Linked DNA regions of Mus musculus: all the other regions are linked to region 1. A link is a contact called in public HiChIP or PLAC-seq and Micro-C data. All regions are on one chromosome and are shown on one strand. Each heading gives the region's core, a stretch centred on a gene start, on an enhancer-like site or on the middle of the called end of the contact. The rest is flanking DNA. Distances are from core to core; before and after follow the strand shown. Region 1 holds the start of Rab6a (RAB6A, member RAS oncogene family). Region 2 holds the start of Lipt2 (lipoyl(octanoyl) transferase 2 (putative)). Region 3 holds the start of Kcne3 (potassium voltage-gated channel, Isk-related subfamily, gene 3). Region 4 holds the start of P2ry2 (purinergic receptor P2Y, G-protein coupled 2). Region 5 holds the start of Pgm2l1 (phosphoglucomutase 2-like 1). Region 6 holds the start of P4ha3 (procollagen-proline, 2-oxoglutarate 4-dioxygenase (proline 4-hydroxylase), alpha polypeptide III).

Evidence for each region. A called contact is a pair of places that touch in the nucleus more often than the background predicts. HiChIP or PLAC-seq counts read pairs in DNA pulled down with a chosen protein or histone mark.
Region 2: a contact with region 1 is called in a Micro-C map of embryonic stem cells, with 5 times the contacts expected there. The contact joins the promoter of Lipt2 here to the promoter of Rab6a in region 1. A contact is called at or near these places in 3 of 484 Hi-C or Micro-C datasets (B cells and embryonic stem cells) and 1 of 115 datasets of contacts at active chromatin or transcription factors (large pre-B cells).
Region 3: an H3K27ac HiChIP or PLAC-seq map of large pre-B cells shows a contact between it and region 1, with 4 times the contacts expected there. The contact joins the promoter of Kcne3 here to the promoter of Rab6a in region 1.
Region 4: an H3K27ac HiChIP or PLAC-seq map of embryonic stem cells shows a contact between it and region 1, with 6 read pairs. The contact joins the promoter of P2ry2 here to the promoter of Rab6a in region 1. A contact is called at or near these places in 1 of 484 Hi-C or Micro-C datasets (liver) and 2 of 115 datasets of contacts at active chromatin or transcription factors (embryonic stem cells and pancreatic cancer cells).
Region 5: a contact with region 1 is called in a Micro-C map of embryonic stem cells, with 5 times the contacts expected there. The contact joins the promoter of Pgm2l1 here to the promoter of Rab6a in region 1. A contact is called at or near these places in 1 of 39 promoter capture datasets (erythroid cells), 6 of 484 Hi-C or Micro-C datasets (embryonic stem cells, muscle stem cells and uterus), 1 of 115 datasets of contacts at active chromatin or transcription factors (extraembryonic endoderm stem cells) and 1 of 9 other capture datasets (pancreatic islet).
Region 6: an H3K27ac HiChIP or PLAC-seq map of extraembryonic endoderm stem cells shows a contact between it and region 1, with 4 times the contacts expected there. The contact joins the promoter of P4ha3 here to the promoter of Rab6a in region 1. A contact is called at or near these places in 1 of 39 promoter capture datasets (neural stem cells), 3 of 115 datasets of contacts at active chromatin or transcription factors (extraembryonic endoderm stem cells, fetal liver and pancreatic cancer cells) and 1 of 9 other capture datasets (adipose tissue).

The regions. Positions count from the first base shown.
Region 1 is chr7:100,605,938-100,609,293 of GRCm38.p6, reverse strand. Rab6a (RAB6A, member RAS oncogene family) reads right to left here and starts at 1,708. Exons shown (of 8, transcript NM_024287.4): 1 at 1,001-1,708. The coding sequence starts at 1,070. It also overlaps a transcript of Mrpl48 not described here.
Region 2 is chr7:100,157,522-100,160,877 of GRCm38.p6, reverse strand. Lipt2 (lipoyl(octanoyl) transferase 2 (putative)) reads right to left here and starts at 1,601. Exons shown (of 2, transcript NM_026010.2): 1 at 1,131-1,601; 2 at 1-704. The coding sequence starts at 1,596. The coding sequence ends at 475. It overlaps Gm51452 (a long non-coding RNA gene), which reads left to right and starts at 702. Exons shown (of 2, transcript XR_003946658.1): 1 at 702-783; 2 at 2,747-3,356.
Region 3 is chr7:100,177,187-100,180,542 of GRCm38.p6, reverse strand. It overlaps Kcne3 (potassium voltage-gated channel, Isk-related subfamily, gene 3), which reads right to left and starts at 1,860. Exons shown (of 4, transcript NM_001360467.1): 1 at 1,777-1,860. Gm51453 (a long non-coding RNA gene) reads left to right here and starts at 1,852. Exons shown (of 3, transcript XR_003946660.1): 1 at 1,852-2,222; 2 at 2,312-2,743; 3 at 2,890-3,159.
Region 4 is chr7:101,010,146-101,013,501 of GRCm38.p6, reverse strand. P2ry2 (purinergic receptor P2Y, G-protein coupled 2) reads left to right here and starts at 1,504. Exons shown (of 3, transcript NM_008773.4): 1 at 1,504-1,790.
Region 5 is chr7:100,225,961-100,229,316 of GRCm38.p6, reverse strand. It overlaps Pgm2l1 (phosphoglucomutase 2-like 1), which reads right to left and starts at 1,710. Exons shown (of 14, transcript NM_027629.3): 1 at 1,283-1,710. The coding sequence starts at 1,393. It overlaps Gm34877 (a long non-coding RNA gene), which reads left to right and starts at 1,912. Exons shown (of 3, transcript XR_869834.3): 1 at 1,912-2,187.
Region 6 is chr7:100,284,019-100,287,374 of GRCm38.p6, reverse strand. It overlaps P4ha3 (procollagen-proline, 2-oxoglutarate 4-dioxygenase (proline 4-hydroxylase), alpha polypeptide III), which reads right to left and starts at 1,855. Exons shown (of 13, transcript NM_177161.4): 1 at 1,649-1,855. The coding sequence starts at 1,842.

The DNA of each region.
Region 1 (3,356 bases), core at 459-2,958:
ATTACCCTATTACCCAAAGGCAATCCTACAAAACAAAGATGCATTATTCTAAGCCTCTCACATACATCTTAAATATGTAACTGGAAAATTCTCAAGAAGAAATTAATAATTAACATTTCACCCGTTAATCCTTGCTTGTATCATCATGAAGATACTTAAATATTTCATATTGAAACGAGAAAAGAGGGAAGTGAGATGAGAAAAATTCAAAGTAAACTGATCATGACATAGCATCTGGCAGAGACTGAAAAGGCATCAATATAGCCAAAAGAATTGTCAATGACGAAAATTAATAGAAAAATAAGGATTTCCAACCAGTCCCAACCCAAGGGACCAAAATCATCACTGGCAACGCCACCTCTTTTCAAGTCTCCTTCAGTTAAAATATATTAGCTCACTAACCCTAACTAATTCTTCATTTAGGTGTAAACTGAGCAAGAATTGTTTTTCTCCATGACCACCTCTTCTCTCACCTTCCGAGAGACTAGTACAACTCCGAGCCAAGCCTCAGGGGAAAACAACGCCCAGATCCCACCCTCCTTCATCCAAGGTTGAAGAGGGGGCCCATTCTCCAGAGTTGGGGGCTTCTCGGAGTGGGACCTCACTTCCAATGGGAACCGGAAAAAGAGCAAGGAATAAGGGTGGGGCCCCATAAAGCCGGCCCGGGTGGTGGAGACCACGCAGAGCAAAGGAAGAAAGGGATGGACAGGAGGCTGGGCGGGGTGAGGACTGAGGAGGACAGAGCGGCCCGAGAGGGCCCGGCTGCAGGCGGCGGAGTCCGGGCGAGGATCAGAGATCTAAGCTACAAGCCTGATAGATCCTAGCGAGGAGGAGCCAGGGACAGGGACAAGAGGAGTCGGGGGACCCGGGGAAAAGGCTGGGGTGGGGGTTTTAGGAAGAGCGAGGCCGGCGGGGAGCCTCAGCGGCCAGAAGGGCTGCACTGGGGGCGGTGCGGGGAAGCCGCGGCCGGCTGCCAGGAGCGGGGGAGTCGCGCACTCACCGCTCTGCTCTCCCAGGAACACCAGCTTGAATTTCCTCAGCGGATTCCCGAAGTCTCCGCCCGCGGACATGATGGAGCCGGAGGAGCCGCCGCCGCCGCCTCAGCCCAGAGACCTCTTCCAGACCGCTGCAGCTCCAACCCGCTAACGAAGAGGGCCGAGCTGAAGGGGCAGCCTCCGAGTCCTCTCGGCCCCTGCAGGGCCGGGCAGAGGGGCGAGGCTGAAGGGAGAGTGCCTCCACCGACCGGCAGCCGCCGCCGCCGCCTCCCCGCAGAGTCGCCTAGCACCGAGCCGGGCCCGCGGCCGCGAAGGGACGCAGGGCGGTGTCGGAGGCAGCCAGCGGTGCGCTCGGGCTTCGCTAGCCTAGCGCCGTTCCTTCCCTCAGAACGCGGCGCGGAGACTGAGGTGAGAGAGGAGGGTGGCGAGGCGAGCGCCGCAGACGCGTCTGGGTCTCGGCACGCGCAGTGCTCGGGCTCTCACAGCAGCCGCCGCCGCCACCACCGCAGCACAACCCGCTGAGTGCGCGAGCCTCTGGCGCGGATGCGGGGCGAGTCCGGGCGCGAGCCTGCCGCCCTGCCGGCCTCGGACGTGCGTGCGTGAGTGCGTGCGTGCGCGTCGCCGCCAGTGCTTTCCTGGTTTCGCCAGCAATCCCGGCTCCTCCCGTGCGGTGGAGAAAGGGGCCGATCAGGTTTCGACTGGCGTCTGGAGAAGCCGGGAGGAGGCGGGACCGAGTTCCGGGTAAGCAAGGGGGGGAGAAAAAAAAGGGGGCGCTTACGTCAGTGACAAATCGAGCCAATCAGAAAAAGCGGAGGGCAGGCAGCTGCTAACTGAGGTGGCGACGCGAGAGCGCGCGCGCGACTCTCGCGCGGAGGAAGGTGTGGGGTTCTGGCAGCCATAGGAAGTGTGGCGCGACGCAAGGCGATTGGAGGAAGGAGGAGGGAAAAGAAGGTGGGACGGAGGCGGAGCCGGAACCAAGGTGGAATGACCGCAGCAATGCGTGGGTGGGGTTGGGTCGCTCAAAGGTGTATTGTAGGTGCTAAACCCTTAACGTCGCTTCTCCTTCCTCACTTTAGCCCTTCACCCGTTTACCCTAGCCTTCTAAAACGTAATTCCTTGCTCGGCATCTTCGTGTATATAAGATTTCCCACCGTTACTCCGTGGAGTTTCATAACTACCAGAAACAAGTCCTCTCCATTTTGTGGGTGAGGAAATTGGAGTCCAACAGAAGGAAATGACTTGCAAAATCCACGTAGTCATGTCATGGAGTCAAGGTTTTATTTGAACCTCTGCTACCTCCTTACGTTAAGCCATCAAATTCCCTAGTGTCTGTTGGCGTGATCTTCTGTTGAGTGGCCGTTGTTTTAGGTGCCCATAACATCAGACGATAACCATCGTCTACATGCTAGAAATGAGTTTAGATATCATATAAGCCAAACTCCACATATTACAGATATGAAATGACTGCCCACTTAGCGGTGCAGCTTTGGAAAAGGTCACACAACATTCCAGAGGGCTGCCTCAACAAAATCACAAATCTGCAGAAGGAGTATTTAAAAGATCATCCTTTCTCCTTAAAGCAGCACTTCTGGATGTGCTTGAGTGGGGCTTCCTTAAATTTGCCATCTGAAGCATTTCCAATTGTCAACCAGATTTGAGATCCAATAAGATAAAGGTGAATGCCATAAGAAAACATGAACTAAGCATAATGTGGACAGTTACATAACATAATTAAATGTAACTTTTCATCTGAATGGGATCCCTAAAAAGAGAGTATCAGACAAAAACAAAATAATTTGAGTATAGCATGAATTTTAGTTAATAACAGTATTTTGTACTGATTGATTTATTATAACATATCAGTCCTATTAAAGTAAGCTGTTAATAGAGGAGTCTGGAGTGGTATATGGGAACTTCTATAATGGCCTTTGTAAATCTAGTAATTTTCTATCTAGTGCTTCACATCTGTAATCCCAACCCCCAGGAAGCTAAGGCGGAGGATTGCTGTCAGGGCTTGGCAAACCTGGGCTATAGAGTTAGTTCCAGCTTAGCCTAAGATACAGAGTGAGGTCCTGCAGAGAGAGAGAGAGAGAGAGAGAGAGAGAGAGAGAGAGAGAGAGAGAGAGAGAGAGAGAAAATCTACTCTTTAGGACACCTAAGAAACTTCTAGAGCCAGACATGGTGGTGCATGCCCATAATCGTAGCACTTGAGAGATACAGGTTAGAGGATCCTAAATTTAAGGCCAGCCTGAGCTACATATCAAAGTTAGGCTGCATGAAACCTTGCATCACTGAAGGGAAAAGAGTTCTAAATAAAGTCTATTCATAGAATATGAAAAATAAAAAAAAGTTAGGTGCCAT
Region 2 (3,356 bases), core at 352-2,851, 450 kb after region 1:
TGAAGAAAGACCCAGGTCTCCTGAGAAGAGTAACTTTATCACTTCCCTGGGCCTCACAGAGATTTGGTTCCCACAGAACTCAAAAAACCTAAGAGTCAAAACTGCTGTTAGATACAACTGATACAATTGCTGTTAGCACTGAAAAAGTAGCAAGTAATTAGGAAATGGCAGTTGATAATAACACTGGAGTGTCTCCATTAACAGGTGTTAATGGTCATGGGGATGCTTTAGGTAGCCTGTGACTTTTCATAGTATTTTCATAATGTCGTCTGAGGTAGGTGAGGAGATACAGGGAGCAATTGCTCAGGGCCTGTCATGGTCAGTGAATCAGAGTAGTTCTGGGGACTCAGTCAGACTAGCAATTGCTCAGGGCCTGTCATGGTCAGTGAATCAGAGTAGTTCTGGGGACTCAGTCAGACTAGAAGCTTTCTATTGTAGAACCATCATCCCAAGGATAAGGTGAATGAATGTCCTTCAGCTGGGGCTGTCCTCAGAGATTAACGTGCACTTGAAAGTCTCCTTGAATGCCACAAGGAATGATGGCATTACTTCATCCACAGTGACAAGTCTTTGAAGCGCCTCACTCAGGGAAGTGACTCCAGTTCCAACCAGTCCACAAGGCACAATGTGCTCAAACCATGTGAGGTCGGTTGAACAGTTCAGAGCCAAGCCGTGGGACGTGATGTGTCTTCCACAGCGGACTCCTGCAAGACAAGCCAAAATATCTTAGCATAGTTATACTTCCCTTCTTTGGGAGCCTCAGGATCCCTCTGGGGCTGAAAGGTAAGGAGGCCTGGGCACAATCCCTTGAAACTTGGATGGAACACTGACTGGATCTGGGGGCTAAGTCAATGGCGGTGGGGGCTGTGGTTACACATCAGCTGCCCTTATTTTCGAGATTCGTTTAACACAAGAATTGCGTTTGCATTGGAAGTTTTAAATTTTGGCATCCTGTCTCCCGTTATGAGTCACAGGAAGAAACCTGGCAATTCATACTGAACTAGAGGACTCTTTTGTCTCAGCTCCATGAGGGAGGTCAGTGGCTCATGCCCAGAGTTCATGTCCAGCCCAGCGCTCCCCGATGTTAGCCCTGCCCAGGCTCCGCCCCGGTCCCGCCCCGGCGCGCTCACCGATCGCGCAGATCTTGCGCTCCCCCAGCCAGACGCCAGTGTAGGGCGGCGGCCGCGCGCGGGCGCCCTGCAGGCCCCGAAGTTCGCACAGTCGCACGGCGCACGCCTCCAGCGCCGCCACGTGGGTGCGCAGGCGCAGGCCTAGGAGCCGCAAGTCAAGCACCGGGTGGCAGAGCAACTGGCCCGGGCCGTGGAAAGTGGCCAGGCCGCCGCGGCCGGTGGCGCGCACCTCGGCGCCCAAGGCCCTCAGCCGCGTAGTCTCCTCGGGTGTCAGGCCACCGCGTAGCCCGCCCGTGTATACGGGCCCCGCTGGCTCGCAGACCAAGAGCACACCCGCTTTGGTCCCCGACAGGGTCCCAGGGCGAGGGTCTGCCTGTAGCCGCCGTAGCCAATGCTCCTGCAACGCCAGCAGCTCCGAGTAGTGCACCCGACCAAGCCAAACGAGCCGGACCACAGGCAGCGACATCGCGCGGGAGGCGGCGTGCGTGGGCCACGCCTTCTGGCGGGTCTCGGGGCGGGGACTCTGGGCCACGCCCCTGAGCTTCAGCCCGAGTGGAGCTTCAGTTCCCGCCTACCTGTGTGACCCGAAGTCCAGGCAGGATTGGTCTTAACCACCCATTCATTCCAATAATCATTTTTTAGTATGTTCTGTGTTCTGCAGGAACTTGGACCGTGCAGTGTAGAGTATTTGAGAAACGAAGATCCAACCCTGGAAGCTTAGGTGTTCACAGCTGACAAGCTAATATTAAAGTTTTTTTTTTTGACAATATTCAGAAATTGTCTTTCTGTTTCACCATGTAAATTCTTTTTTTTAATTTAATTAATTTATTTATTACGTATTTTCCTCAATGATGGAAAGAAAAACAGAATTCAGTAATATGTTGAGTTCCTCGAAAACTGAAAGGGAGACTAGTGTGCAAAGAGGTTTATTGTGGATCGGTGTGGGACGTAGCAGGTACTTCAAGATATATAAGACTTGAAAGAAACAGGATTAGGCAGAAGCTGTAGTTGAGCAGAGAAATAGTTGCATTAGATTCTTTCCTTAGCTATCCCCCAGGAATGCTCCGAGTCTGGCCTGACCCATTAGAATTATTCTAGATTAAAGCAAATGGGACATCCTACATAGATGGGTCACAAAAACAAGCTACTCCTGGGAAGGCACCGTTACCTTTGTAGGAGTTGCTTCCATTATGAAGCCCTGATCTCTGAAGGGAGCTCCAGCTTGAGTCATCATACAACCCAGTCCCAGAAGCCGAGGGAAGGACAGGGGACGGGAAGCCAGAATATCAAGATTAATTGTGATTAATTGGCCCAGAAACCCTTCCTGACCTGAGCTTTATACAACAGAGAATGTGCCAGAAAAGTCCCCAGAACTACAATTTGGAGAGGTAGATGTCTTATCAAAGTCTTATAAAGGGTCCTGAGCCCTCAGTCCCCAAGGCTTTTACTTAGCCCACTAGCTCACGCCCATTCTTGGGAGTGTTTTTCTTTTTTTAATAACCAGCCCCTGTTTCTAACCACACTGTGTGTCTCTGGTGTGGTATTCTAACCTGGGACATAATCTCAGATCTGCACTGACCACTAATTTTTTCCCCTTTTCTTTATTTCCTTTTCAGATATCGGCCTAAAGCCTGAGCCTACATCGTTGCACTGTGGACTTTCTCACTCTCTGAACCCCTCCACCTCTGCCATGCAGGTTCTCCCCTCCCTCCTCCATCACAGAAGATCCTCCTGCCTCTGCCTCCTACGTGCTGGGATGGACTTTGACTGTTAATAGCTCCAGTAACACTGAGTGTGGGTGGGCCAGGAAGCAGAAAGAGGAAGAACAGAATACCAACCAGAGTGAGGCTCAATGCCAAGAATTAATAAGGCGGACAGACTGGCATGGGCAAACATATATAATAGCAGGTTTCAGAGCGGATGACAAAAGTTATTGTGAGTCATCAACATGGGGATGTGGTTTAAAAAATAAACATTGAGATAGCTCCAGGCTCTGGGAGAAGAAGAGACATTGGGAAACCCTGTTCCAGAGCACCTAAATCTTATTAATAATTCCGTGTAGGGTGGGGAAAGTAACTGCAGCGATTTGGTTCCTGCACAAGATGAACTCAGTGTTCCTGCTGAATACTTGTCCTGGTGTGAAGCAGAATAAGGAGGAAAGCCAGGGATCTGGGTACATCTTCTGTTCCGTCACTGTGTGTTTGCACTCCTATGGGGTAGGTGATA
Region 3 (3,356 bases), core at 611-3,110, 430 kb after region 1:
TCCTATAAGAGAGTACCCTCCCCAACTCATCCCCTAACAGCTTCATGGAATCAGCTTTCAATGTTTTAATAGAAAACCAAAGTAGAAAAGACTCCCAGTTACCCCAAGATAAGCTGCCTTAGATAGAGGGGAGGCCCCTTGAGCAGGTGGCATGGGGCAAGAGAGGGAAATTCTGAGTCTCCTTTGGAAACCCAGACACTTCCCACATCTGATCTGAGCCCGTTTATCCAAAGGGCAAACATTCTTGGCCCCCAGAGAACGGTAAATGGTTTTGCAATGCTCTTCCCTGTGTACCTACCAAAGGTGTGGCCATCCACACCCACAGAAGGCACACAGATAGCCCAAGTCTCAGCCTGTGATCTCGCCTTTCAAGAGTACCTTTCATGATCCTAGTTCTGCCTATGTGACCTTGAATGCTTTTCCTCTGAACCATATCTGTAAGACGGAGGTAATTACCAGTGCCCAGCTCACCTCGTGAGAACTGGGGGAGACAATAGGCGGAGCAGGCATGAGAAAGTTACTGGGAACCCTGCTCACATTGTTCCCATAGCCATCCATGGCTCAGCTCACCTCTGAGAGCAGTCATCCCAAGTGCCTACCTTCTGCTGTGCCCTCTCACAGCCCACAGCCACCAAGGGTCGCCCACCTCCTTTGTGTCCCACCCTTTCTGATGAATCCTGCAGGTCCTTGCCATTTACAAGTGCCTTCCCTGCCCCTACTTGGCCAGTCTGTGTAGCCAAGCATAGGATGGAGGTTCTTGGTCTTGCCTGCCTCCCTCTTAGAAGGTACTTCAAGCTCCCCTGCGTTACAGATAGAAAACATGCCCTGAGGAATTTGAACTGAAGAAAGTTGCTAGTCGGTTTTCATCTTCCGGGAGTCAACAGACTTTAAAGGCAGTTTTTAATGCCTCCAGTTATCGCACCCCTCCATTTGCAATTTACAGAGTGGCTGGAGCCAGAGAGAATGAGTTTATTCGATATCTGTACGTGAAATAAGAGTCCTGGGCTAGGAGTGAGGAAACACTGGTTCTAATTCAATATGGTCCCTGGTGATAAGATTATCCTGGGTCCTCAGTTTCCTCCCATGCAAATTAATAAAGAGAAGGAGGCAGAGATTAGGACTTTGCTTCCCGGGGCTCTAACACACTGGCTGAGACACCTCCCAAACATTCCCCTTTGCCCTAATTGGATTACATGGGGGCAACTGGAGCAGGAGACCCATTTTACAGGAGGTGACCTAAGAAAGCATAAGGCACAAAGCCATGGTTGACCTGCATCAATTTACACTACCTGAAAACTAGAACCCAAGACTCCTGACTTTCAACCTAGAATTGCTACTAACAGCGGAAGATGCTTCAGCCCGTCCCGGGATTTCGGAGGATCTGATCGCCGAGGGCTGGTCACAGTGGAGTAGAATGGGTAGGGCAGTTCTGCAGAGCCCGCAGCTTTGGTAGAGCAAGACTGACTCCTGGAATGTTATTTCCGTGAGTGTCCCGCTGCAGACCTGTGAGTGTCCTCTTATCGGTAGGAGAGGAGGAGCCTTTGCTGCCTGGAGGAAAGCCTGGGAGAGCGCCTTCGGACCACACACGACTTTCCATGCGCAGCGAAACTCTCTAATCCCTATAGTTCCTGGGAATACCTGCTTTTCTCACTAAGGAAGATCCACTCTGTGTTTTAGCAGCACCCCACGTCGGGTCCCCCCTCTGAAGGAAAACACCGAAACCCTGCACGTCTTGCCCGGACTATGGATAGCTTTTCCAACCCTGTAGCGCCTTACCCGCCTCTACGATCTGTCTCCGGTGAACACTGCAATAATGCCCAGATGCGCTCAGTGCTCTCAGATCTCTGCACGCCTACTGGCTCTGGCTCCCTTTTCCTTCCCAGGGTGTCCCTCCTCTGGCCCCGCCCTGCCTTAGCACTCCAGCTTCAGCGTTGGCTGTCTTGGGGCGCCTCCGCCCAGCTCCTTAGCCTTAACCGGGTGCGGTTGCGGGGAACCACCTGCTTCCTGGATCCCAGACAGAATTTTTCTCGTCTGTGTCTCCTTTAAGTCTCAGCCAACCTAGCGAAAAGCTGATTTCCAAACACCCAGACCAAGCGCTAGGTTTTGGTGGAGTCGGGCTTGGTACCTGTGTAGCTGTGTGGCACTGGGCAGCTCCTCTCTGGGGCCTTGGTTTCCTGTCTATGGGTACCACCATTCCTGCACTCGCTCTTCACAGGGTTACGGTAAGATTAGAAGTGTTTTCAGAATCCAAAATACTAAAACCGGAATAGCCAAAGAAAACATCTGATTCTAAGACATACCCTGTTTTCAGTTTGCAGACGCCCAAATTGGGGAGGTGATTCTACACTCAGCAAGCAAGTCAGCGCAGAGCTCGGTCAGAGCTTGGTCTCAGAATCCACGTACTCTAGCAGGCATCTCCCCCCTCAGTAGTCTGTGTCACATGCCCGGTCTCAACTTGTATCCACTCACTTCTTAACTGGTGTCTGTCCCAGAACACTTGTTTTCCAGCCACTGGGTCCACATCCAAATTGTTTCTGATGATATTAAAAATTGTTTCTGTTGATATAGAAGAGACGCTGATAAGTGTCATTTTCCTGTTGATGACAGAAATAGGGATCTGCCTCTCAGGGACTCTGTAGCAACCACTTATCCAAGCTCTCTTCACTAGCGGAGGTCACACAACGAACACACTCAGATGAGCTCCCTCACAATTCTCGCAAAGATCTACTGCAGTATTTCCAAGGTGAGTAATTTCCATCACAGAATATTAGGATATGATTACCTAATACGTGCTTAGGGAAAAACAAGATTGCCACGTGGTGGGCTTTTTGTGCATAATTGCTAATCTCCTTCAGAACACATCCTTGTTGTGTTGTTTCTGTGTGGCAGGTTTCTATCCAGCCGTTCCTCCCTAAGCTGGACACCACCTCTGAGAGCCGTCATCCCGATTACCCCAGTATGCGCTGCTCCAGTCTGCACACCGAGGGCGGTGGGCTCCTCCTGGGAGGTTTGGATTCAAAAGACCCAGAGTGGGGCCCAGAAATCAGCATTCAGAGTTTTGCCTCTGTAGATGTCTGTGCACCGCTTACATGCCAGGTGCCCTCAAGGCCAGTCTTAAGCACCATTGGGAGACTGGGAATCTCGTTTCTCTTTTCTTTTTTTCTTTGTTTGTTTATGTGATTTTTGAGACAGGGTTTCTCTGTATAGCCCTGGCTGTTCTGAAACTCACTCTGTAGACCCAGCTAGCCTCAAACTCCCAGAGCTCTGCCTACCTCTGCCTGCTCAGCACTGGGATTAAAGATGTGCCCTGCCTCCCCCTGACAAAACTCCTAGGCACACAACAAACAAGAACAATG
Region 4 (3,356 bases), core at 255-2,754, 400 kb before region 1:
AACAACAAAAAGAGGGCTGAATCTTAGAAAGTAGACACAGAAAAAGTGAAGGAAGACTTGAATCTGAGTACTCGGGCTTTACCAGGTCACCTGACATGATGTCATGTACCTTGGGAATGTCGTTTCTTTGGCTATAAAGTAAAGGAATTGGACCACAGCAAGGGTAAAGTCCAAGACTGCCCACTGTCCAGCCTGTGGGTCTTCTAGAGGCTAGGATCCATCCTGGGTCCTAGGGGAAGCAGCAGAAAAAGACCTGACGGCTCAGAAGGGAGATCAGGAAAAGGAAATCCGCTGGGATTTCAATAACCAGAAAGACTTCCCTCACACGAGGACCCTAAAGCCACAAGGGTGGCTGTGGAGAGATCTAGATTTCTGGAAGCTGCCTGCACCAGCTCCCATAGCCAGCAGAGGTTAGACAAGGAGCCTTTGTGTCTGCTCAAAGGCCCCAGGAGGCTGCAGAGAGGCTCAGCCACCCAGCTCTGTGTATTCACCCTTCTCACTCTGGACAGGGCTGCAGATCGGACCCTTTCTGGACCCCTCCAGGGGCTGCGAATGGGACTTTAGTCAGCGGATACACAACTAACAAAGTCTACAGCCCTTGGGCAGAGAGCAAACTCCTCACCATAGGAAAAGGCTTGTTCTGAACTTGTCCGTTTATTTGGCCACCCCAAGACTCCCTGGATGGACACGAAAAGTAGGATCATGGAAGGACTGGCTTCATTTCGCAGAAAATGTGTCTTACAGTGCTAAAGGTGGCCTAGAACTTATACTAACAGATGCCTGAGTCAGAAATGGGAGGGGGCAGACACCCTCTCATTCATCCACCCCTTCACAGGACAGCAGTGAGGTGGCTGGTGTGGTCCTTGCCTTTTTGAGCTCAAACTAGGACAGGAATGGGGTTTGTGACTACAGAAAGTCTTCAGAGCAGGCCAGAGAGAAGAATTGAGGCAGTTCAAGATGAGAGATCAAACTAAACCAGGACTTCATGGACCCGTTAGTGACCTGAACGAAGAGCAAAAGCAGACGGAGGTGGTGAAGCCGGCAAAGATTTCTGCTGGTACCAGCAGTCTGAAAGCACATCCATCTGTCCATCCGTAAGTGACGCGGGATGGGGCAGCAGCGGAGGGAAGGCTGAGGGTCAGTATAAAGGTCCATCGGTGGGCAGTGACAGGAGCCAGGCCAGCACAAAGCAAACCTTGTAAAACTTGGGCGTCGCTGAAAATCGGTGAGCTAAGCAGGTGACCTCTGCTCAGCCAGGACGGTCGCCTTCCGCCTCTCCTTGCTCAACAGCCGTGGCGGACACGCTGACCGGCGGCGACACTGACCGACCGCGTCCCCAAGCGGGTGGCAGACTGGAAGCATCTGTTTAGAAGGGTTGGGGGCGGCTCCGGCGTCTGCCCAGAGTCTGCCCCGCCCTCCTGCTCACAGCCAGGCTATGGGGTGCGGAGCGGGGCGGAGTAGGGCGGGGACCGCGGCGCTTCCAGGCACGTGGGACCCTGCGCCACTCGGCATGGGACTCGGGCACCAGGAACAGCGGCGGCAGCCCTTGGAGGGGACCAGCGCAGCGGGGAGGTGAGAGGTGCTTCCTAGAGGGGAGCGGACACCAAGAGAGGTCGCCAAGTGAGGCCTGGGGACGGGAGCGCCGGTCGAGTCAGCGCCAAACAGGGAGAGCCCATTACGTGACTGTCCCGAGGGCTCGGGCTCCCAGCCCTTGTACTGCGCAAAACTGGGCGGTGAGAGCCGGCTGCCGGTGCGCTGATGAACTTTGTTTCCTCTAGAGCGTGATCTCGGTGAGTGTCATCTTGGTGTGTTTACCAGCATACTGGGGGAATCTGTGTGTTAGTGGGCAAATGCGCACACCCTTAGGGTGTGAGTGACTGAACTTAGTCTGTGTGTACCCCTGGGGCGTAAGTCTGTGGGCTAAGAGACCTGGGAATCCTGGAGACTTCTTGCGCTTGGACTCTTAACTCTCCCCAGAGTCAGTCTGGGTAGCTCACTCGGTGTCAGTGAGGTGTCAGTGAGGAACCGGAGGCAGTGGCAGCAGCGGCGGGGTTGTGGGGTTGGGAGTGGGGGGTGCGGTGGGGTGGGAATGTGGGTTGCTAGTGCAATTTCATATAAGGACAGTTAAGACTTTGATCTGTCTGGAAACTTTTAATCGGGCAGGTGGTGCTGTATGAAGGGTCAGGCAGAAGAAAGACAGTGTTCACCTCACTAGGGCTACAGTGTGTGTGTGTGTGTGTGTGTGTGTGTGTGTGTGTGTGTGTGTGTTACTGATCTCCAGGAGCTAGACCCAAGTGTAGATCCTTCTGGGAACTAGCCTTTCCAGTTTGGAGATTTATAGGGCTAGGTGACTGCTGTGCTCAGAATGGCATCCCTAGAGTCCCTGGGTCAGCAGCCTTGTTTTGGATCAAGTTTGGAATAGTGGCTTTTGAAGATCAGGCTGGGGCGGCAGGGAAGTGGCAATTATCTGTGGGTGGGAGTGGGAGGAAGGAGAGTCTCTGAACAGACTCTACACTGCTGCCAGTGTGGGTCCTGCATGAGGGCTGGGGACAAGCCCTGCTGCGGAGGTCTGCCCCTCTCCTTTTCCATGCTTTGGATACTCCAGAGTTTTGAGGACATGGGCAGGTTGGCATACTGGGTAATCCTCAGAAATGGCTGCCCAGATGCAGAGTGAGGTTGTGGCCTTTCCGGGATCCCTTTTGCCCACCTACCCCAGGCACCAGATGAGCATGTGAGGATGTCACCAAGGCCTCATGGGTGACACCAGGAGTTCTTTAATTTCCTGGCTGTAGTCTTTCTTCTTAATGAGAAGTGCTTATGCTACTATTGGAATGTTGTTGAACTGTTACTTGTTACAGTTTATAAGAATCCCTCATCTTTTCCTCCTAAAGGCCCCATGAGAAAGGAACTATTGCCTTTATTTTGTAGATCAGAAAATAGAGGCTTGGAGAATGTCTTCTCTAAGGTCACAAAGCTACATAAATAAAACCTGGGACTCCGCTTACCTGCCCCAGCTGAGGCCTCCCTGCCCAGGGCCAAAGTTTCAGGATGAGGCAGTGCTACTTATTTCTAGGCTGAGGGGAGTTTGATTTCTCCAGTGTCTCACTCTGTGTCCTGGATGTCAGTCTATGGACCAGGCTGACCCCCAACTCGCGGAGACCTGTCCATAGCCTAACTCTGGAACTCTAGGATTAAAGGCAAGCACCACCATGCCTGGCTGCCCCCAGGAGCCTTTCTTTGGGTCTTTCTTGTGGCCTAATTGCCCAGCTGTTTATGGGATGACCACCATTATCCCCAGGTCTGCTCACAGGACCAGGAAGATCTTGCTGACCTGCTAACTAAGAAGTGCCCTCTGA
Region 5 (3,356 bases), core at 461-2,960, 380 kb after region 1:
AGAAACATTGGTTCAGACTCTAGAAGAAGGATTAGAACATCTGAGAAATATATGACCCAGTAACACCAAATACTTTATTGTAATTGCTTATTTGTTGGACTTCCTTATCTACGAACTAAAGGCTTGCTGACGGCAAGAACTCTTTCTATCTTTCTCACCACCAGCATTTCCTGTCTGGCCTAGAACACTCAGTATTTAGTTGGGTTTTTTTGTTTGTTTGTTTTGTTTTGTTTCCCTTCTTAAATGCATAGATACCTGGAAAAAAATGAAAATAAACTTTTTCAGAAAGCTAATTAAGTAGTTCTTTTGTATAACAAAATCTCACATACCTCCATACAAACCCCTTAATTCAGTTTTAAATGTGCTGCCTTTTTTGTTTTAGCAGCTGTATCATATGCACTTGAGAAAACAAACACTGGGATTATCATCCCACCCTCTGAAAAAGCCTCCAAGAGCCTCGTTTACAAGTGAAAAGGATGCATTTTAATTCTAGCTTTCACCAACCCACCCTATATACCTGCACAAGGGGAGGGAGAGAGAAGAAACGATGGCATCAGCAATTCTGAAATTCCTAAGCAATTCCTAAATATCTGATCAGAATCTGCCTTTTAAGATTTGAGAATGGTGCAAATTCTATCAGTACAACTAGACTATTCTAGATGTCCATGACAATTTTTTGAACAGGATACTTCCAATAAATAACTGCCGGCAGAGGAATGAAATAAGAGGAGAACCCTTGTCACATTTAATAGCAAAAGGTGATACCAGAAAATAAGAGTGAAATAGACTAGCGAATACCTAGCCAGCGATTACCTAGTGACAGAGGGTGGAAACACAGCAGAGCAACATAGTGAGTGGTTAGTAACGTTCAAGAACCAGAAGCCACTTTCTGGTTCTGCAGAGAAGGAAGTCAAAGGAGAAAGAGGAAAGGTGATGGATGCATAGTACACAGAGGATAACTTACAACGATGAGAATGAGGACGAAGTATTTTGACCATGAGAGATGATACTCACTGGAAGGGAAGGGGCAGCAAGGGAGGAAGCGGGACTGCGGTGTAGCCTACCACAAAAGAAAGAGACTGCAGTCGTCCCTGCCCAGCCCAGCCCGCCGGGGAAAGCAGCCCCTGCATAGGTGAGAGGCATCGCCCAACTCCACTAGCCCTGCGCTGGCTGGAGCCATCTCCCCTGGAGCCTCCAGAGCCCTGGGTGGGTACCGGAAAGGGTGGACTGTGCGAGGGTGAGCAGAAAGAGGGGACAGATGCCGGGGTGACCAGGTACCCACCTTGTCCCAACGCAGCCACTGCCCGATGGCCGTGTCTAGCTGGGGGTCCCCAGTGAGGTAGGGGGCGTGGAGCAGGTTAGAGTTCAGGTCATCATCTGCGTTCTCAGCCATGGTAGACACACGGGTTTGCGGGCCCGAGGGGCGGGCGAAGACACTGAGTCAGGGGGGCTCTAGGTGCGCTCACCAGGGTCCAGAAACCCCCTCCTTGACGAAGGGCATCGGAGACCAACCGCGAGCTGTTCAGTCCGCGCCAGCTCCTGCCGCAGCTCCAGCGAACCCGGAGAGAGGGCGGAGACAGGACAGCCGCCTCCCAGCAGACTAGCTCCGGATCTCAGCTCGAACTGACTGAGGCGGGCGTGAGGCGAGAGAACAACAACAGTCCCAGATGTCTGGGTCGCCGCCTTCGCCCGCGCCGCCTTAGGCCCCGCCCCCGCGCCGCCCGCGCCGCCCCCGCCCGCCCCGGCCCGTCCGAGTGCCCGAGGCATGAGGCGCGAGCCCGGGAGCGCGCGCCCCGCACCTCCGCTGCAGCGTTTGCTGTCCGCTGAGGCGACAGTGCACAGCTGGCTTTGTTTTTTTAATGCCGTTCCTCAGCTGTCTTTCCCTTATCACCCGCCCCGCACTCGCACGTGCGCCTCCACCTGGTGTCCCCGTCGTCTCAAGCAGCCCGCCTCTGCACTCACTAGGAGAGTCCCCGGCGCGCGCAGGCCCCACCCTCTTCGCCTCAGGGCTTGGTCTCGCTTGGGAGCCCAAAGTGGCGCGCGTGACGCCTCACGGGAGTTGTAGTTTTCCCCGGTTCCCCGAGTTCTGTACACCCGTTGCCTTTCCCTTCCCTCGGAGAGAAAAAGCACCACCTGTTCCCTGACGCTTCTTACTTATGTTGTGCAGTGGTGGTCTCCTGCTTTAAGGTAAAAAAGGAATGACGTAAGGAACAACGGTATCTATTTGTACTTGAAAGTTTACGAGTCGTTTTTTGTCATTTCATTCATCCTGTGTGGTAGGTTGTATGTATATTCCTTTCCCACTTTACACAGAAGGAACTGAAAGGCAAACCGAATTTTCTGAGCAGTAGCGTTCCTGAGAAATGAATGCGGGTTTCAGTCTGTTATGTTACCTCAGCTGGCAGTTGTTTTTGTTCAGTTGTAGCCGCGGAATAGAGGTAGAGAGAATATAATGTCTGGAAAATAGATAAGAAGGTTGTCAGATGATGGGTCAGCATTTAACCCTATTTTAAGAATGTACAAACATCATAAAATTCATGAACAAGTAGGAATACAGAGGAAAAAAGAAATGAACACCTTCACTTTCTTTCTTCTATAAATGTGCGCCTTTCAGGTCTCATTACTTGAGGCCAGAGAAATACTGAAGTCTTGTATATGGACCACTCTGCTTTCTCTGTTTTTGAGACAGGGTCTCCTCTATGGCTTTGGCTAGCCTTGAACATAATATACGCCAGGCTGAAATTGAACTCTTGAGTGCTGGAATTCCAGGTGTGCACCACCACACTGTGCCAAATACCTTCTTGGTGTGACTTGACCAAGTATATTAAAACTCTTCCTCATCAGCCTTTTGCTCTTGTAAGGATTATATAATATTTATAGCATGACAGTACAGTAATTGAAGAAATAGTTTTAGAGTGTTTTGAGGCTCAAAGATAAAAGACATAATAAATCCAAAGTATTCCTTTTATTTTTTAAAGACATCATTTGTTCTAATAAAATCCAAACTACTAGCATAAAATAATTGTATTGAGAGATTCTGAAAAATAATATATGTCATTGTAAGGGGTTGCAGTGTTTGCCTTAAAAATCAACAAAACAAGAATTATGCTAGGAGCTGATATTAGAAGAATATAAACAATTCCCTTCAAGAAGTAAAATCTAGGGCTGGAGTGATGCTTCAGCTGTTAAAGCTAGGGTCACAACCAAAATCCCCAGAAATAAAATCTGGAGAGATAGGATATGTGCAAGAATGTTTAGTCCACGATGAAGAGCTTGCTGCAAATAGTGGAAATGAAACCATCAAGCAGGAGGACCTGCACTGGGATTTCAAGAACAGGAAATAAGCCAACTGAGAA
Region 6 (3,356 bases), core at 606-3,105, 320 kb after region 1:
CTACATGTTAAGCTCAATGATAAATAACTTTACCTGGACACAATCGTTCCAAGAACCCTATGGGAATAACCATTAAAGCATCATTGTTTAGATTAGGAAACTAAAGCTTAAAGATATAACACGGTCAGAGTCAAAAATTCAGAGACCTGTTGAGCTCCTGAATCTAGACTCTGAGTCACTTGGTACCCACAGTGTTCCACACACTTTCTCCTGCATTGGCTTTCTCCTCTTCCTCCTCTTCTTTTCCTCCTCCTCCATCTCCTCCTCCTCTCCTTTTTCCCTTCTTCCTCCTCTTCCCTTTTTTCTCCTCCTCCTCCTCCTTTTTTTTAGTATAGACAGGTGTCTTTTATTAGCTTTTCCTAAACTTGTCTCCTGCTTACAGCCTGTTTTTCTTAGTGTAAGAATGTAATCTGCAGGTTTTTTTTTTTTAACAAACCAATTTGATACTGCAACTCAAACAAATGCGTGTCTAACTACAAGCCATCAGTTGCCACCAATGGCATTTGAAGAGCAGACTGCAGGATTAAGCCAACCCTTACGAAACTGGCTGTCCTTCATGACCATTTCTTATAAACATTTGTGGGAGTGGAGCAGGGCGGGTTGGCATGGGAATGGATTTGAAATTTAAAGTTACTGGAAATCAAATGATGTGCTTCTGCTCTGTCTAGACAAGTTTGTAAGATCAATTGGATTTATGTGGAAACAACTGTGCCTTATAGTCCGTGGGCTTCTCAGTGTCCAAAGCAAAGAAGGCACAAGACATGTTGGTATCATATGCAAGCATTCCTTTTTCATCTTGGACACTGATTAGTGCTCTAAGTCCCACACTTTACAACAGTTTACCTTCCAGGATCTAACTCTACTTTGCTGACTGCATAAAAAATAATGTTGGCTGTGTGTTTGTGCACACTACTCCCAGTATTACCCCGTGTGAAGTAGTTTTTCACAGTGTTTTCTTTGGAGTCAGACATTTTCACATACATACAACCTCTCAGCTACTACTTACATTCAGAGAACTTTTACCCATGGAAAAAGAAATAAGAGCTATAATGGTCACCACAGCATTCTACTGTGTCAGCAGTAACTTGACAAGAAGTCCAAGGTCATTTGCTGCTTGACACAGTATTTGTGAGATCCAACTGGACTCTAGAATCTCCATGCTACCTACACTTTTTCACAGTGTATCAACTTGGACATGTGAAGGTGGATGGGGGGTGGTGTCACACCCCGGGGTGTGTGTTTGTGTGTGACAGAGACAGAGAGTGAGAGACAGAGAGACAGGGAGAGACAGAGAAACAGAAAGAGACAGAGACACGGACAAACACACATACATACAGACACATAGACACAGAGAGAGACAGAGACCGGAACAGAGAGACAGAGACACACACACAAAGAGGCAGAGAGACAGGCACAGAGACAAAGAGACAGACACAGACAGACAGACAGACAGACACAGAGAGTGAGAGAGAGGGAGAGAGAGAGAGAGAGAGAGAGAGAGAGAGAGAGTGACACAGAACTCCTCATTCCCCTTCAAAGTGTCTCAGGGTCCCCACCACATGACAGTTGGGTCTGGAAGTCACTTTGGGCCTCAGTTACTCCTCACCCTCAGTCGCTGAGCATCCCGGCTCCCTGGAGACGCCCTCACCTGGTCAAGTCGCGCAGCCGCGCCTCCTCGCCGCGCAGGTAGCGCCTCAGTGTCCCCAGCAGCCTGCGCTCGGGCGCCAGGGCGCGCGCCACGCTGGTCAGCGCGGAGAACGTGTCCTCCCGCCCCGTGGCCGCCGCGGGGTCTCCCCCGAGCGCCAGCAGCGCCAGCAGAGCCAGCCGCGCCCCTGGGCCCATCGCAGGGTCGCGCGTCCCTCCGCGCTCTCGCCCGGCGCCGCCCCGGCCCGCCCGCCCGCCCGCAGCCTTCCGTCGCCCGCCCTTGGCCGCCTCCGTCCCCTCAGCACTGAATTCCTTAGTGCCTGGCCCGCCGCTAACTCCACACTGATTCCACCGTGCCTGTCACATTTGGGGGAACTGAGGCGAGCGCGGGTGAGCAGTGATTTCTCTAGTTACAGCCGTGCTGAGCCATCATCCAAATTCCTCCTGTGGGACAGGGGAGGACACAAAAACCTCTGGATTATGAGGGGAACTCCAAAGGGTGACACAGCATGGTGACAGAAGTGCAGGTGGCTGGGGCAGAGGGGTAAAGTCTTCACAGAGGACAGGACCTCAGGTGATCTTGAAAGATGGCTAGGACTTACAGAAGCTGAAACTCTAGGATCGAGTCACTACAGAGTCACACAAAAATACCATCATTATATTCTACTAGGCTGCTTGTTTCTTTCACCCCGCTATCCCTTTTGCCCAGCAATGTTTATTCATTTACTCATTCATTTAAGTGTTCAGTAACATCTGTGCTATAGTAGGTGCAGATGCAGCCCGCTGCTCATAAAGGGAAATGGAAATGTAAACCACCATAAAAACACAAAATGGGCAACCACAGGCTGTGTGCAATGGGTGAGGACCTCATCCCCAAAGAGGGGCTTCCCCTGGCATGCTTTGATGGGGAGAGAGCTTCACAGAGTCAATGTGTGTAGTTCTAACAGTATCTTGACTTTAGGCCATCCTGGATTATCCTGGTGAGCTCAACGCAGTTGCCAAGGTCCTTTTAAAAAGGCAAAGAAAAAGCCGGGCGGTGGTGGCCCACGCCTTTAATCCCAGCACTTGGGAGGCAGAGAAACCCTGTCTCGAAAAACAAACAAACAAACGGCAAAGAAAGATACAGGACAATAACAGCCAAATCAGAGACTTGATGATGCTGTGTTGCGACTTTGAAAATGGATAAACGGTCTGTGAGTAACAGGTTGTAGGTAGCTTCTAGAAGGTTGAGAAGGCTGGGGGACAGATCTTTCCTAGTCTGCAGGAAGAACAGATCTGCCAATACCTTGATTTTATCTCGTGACACCTATTCGTTACGGTTTGAATTTGAAATGAACCTCACAGTTTCATCCTCTTGAATACTTGGTAAAAACCAAGCTATGGAGCTTTGGGGAAGTAGGGCTTACATACTCCACTAGGTTCACTAAGGCTTCACTGCTGGCCAGAGCCATCAGGTTTCTGTCTGCTGGATGTGAGCACCGGCCACATATGCTAGCCACCAGACGGGGCAAGACCTGCCAACACACCTTCCTTTTCATGATGGGCTCCAGGAGTCAAAGAAATCTTTTCTCTGTTACAGTGTGTCTGTCAGATATCTGGTCACAGTGCTGAAAAAGTCTAATACATCGGTTCAGACTTCTGAATTCTGAGGCAGTAGGATAAAAAAATCTGGGTTATTATAAGCCCCAGAGTTTGTGATAACTTGTCTAAGC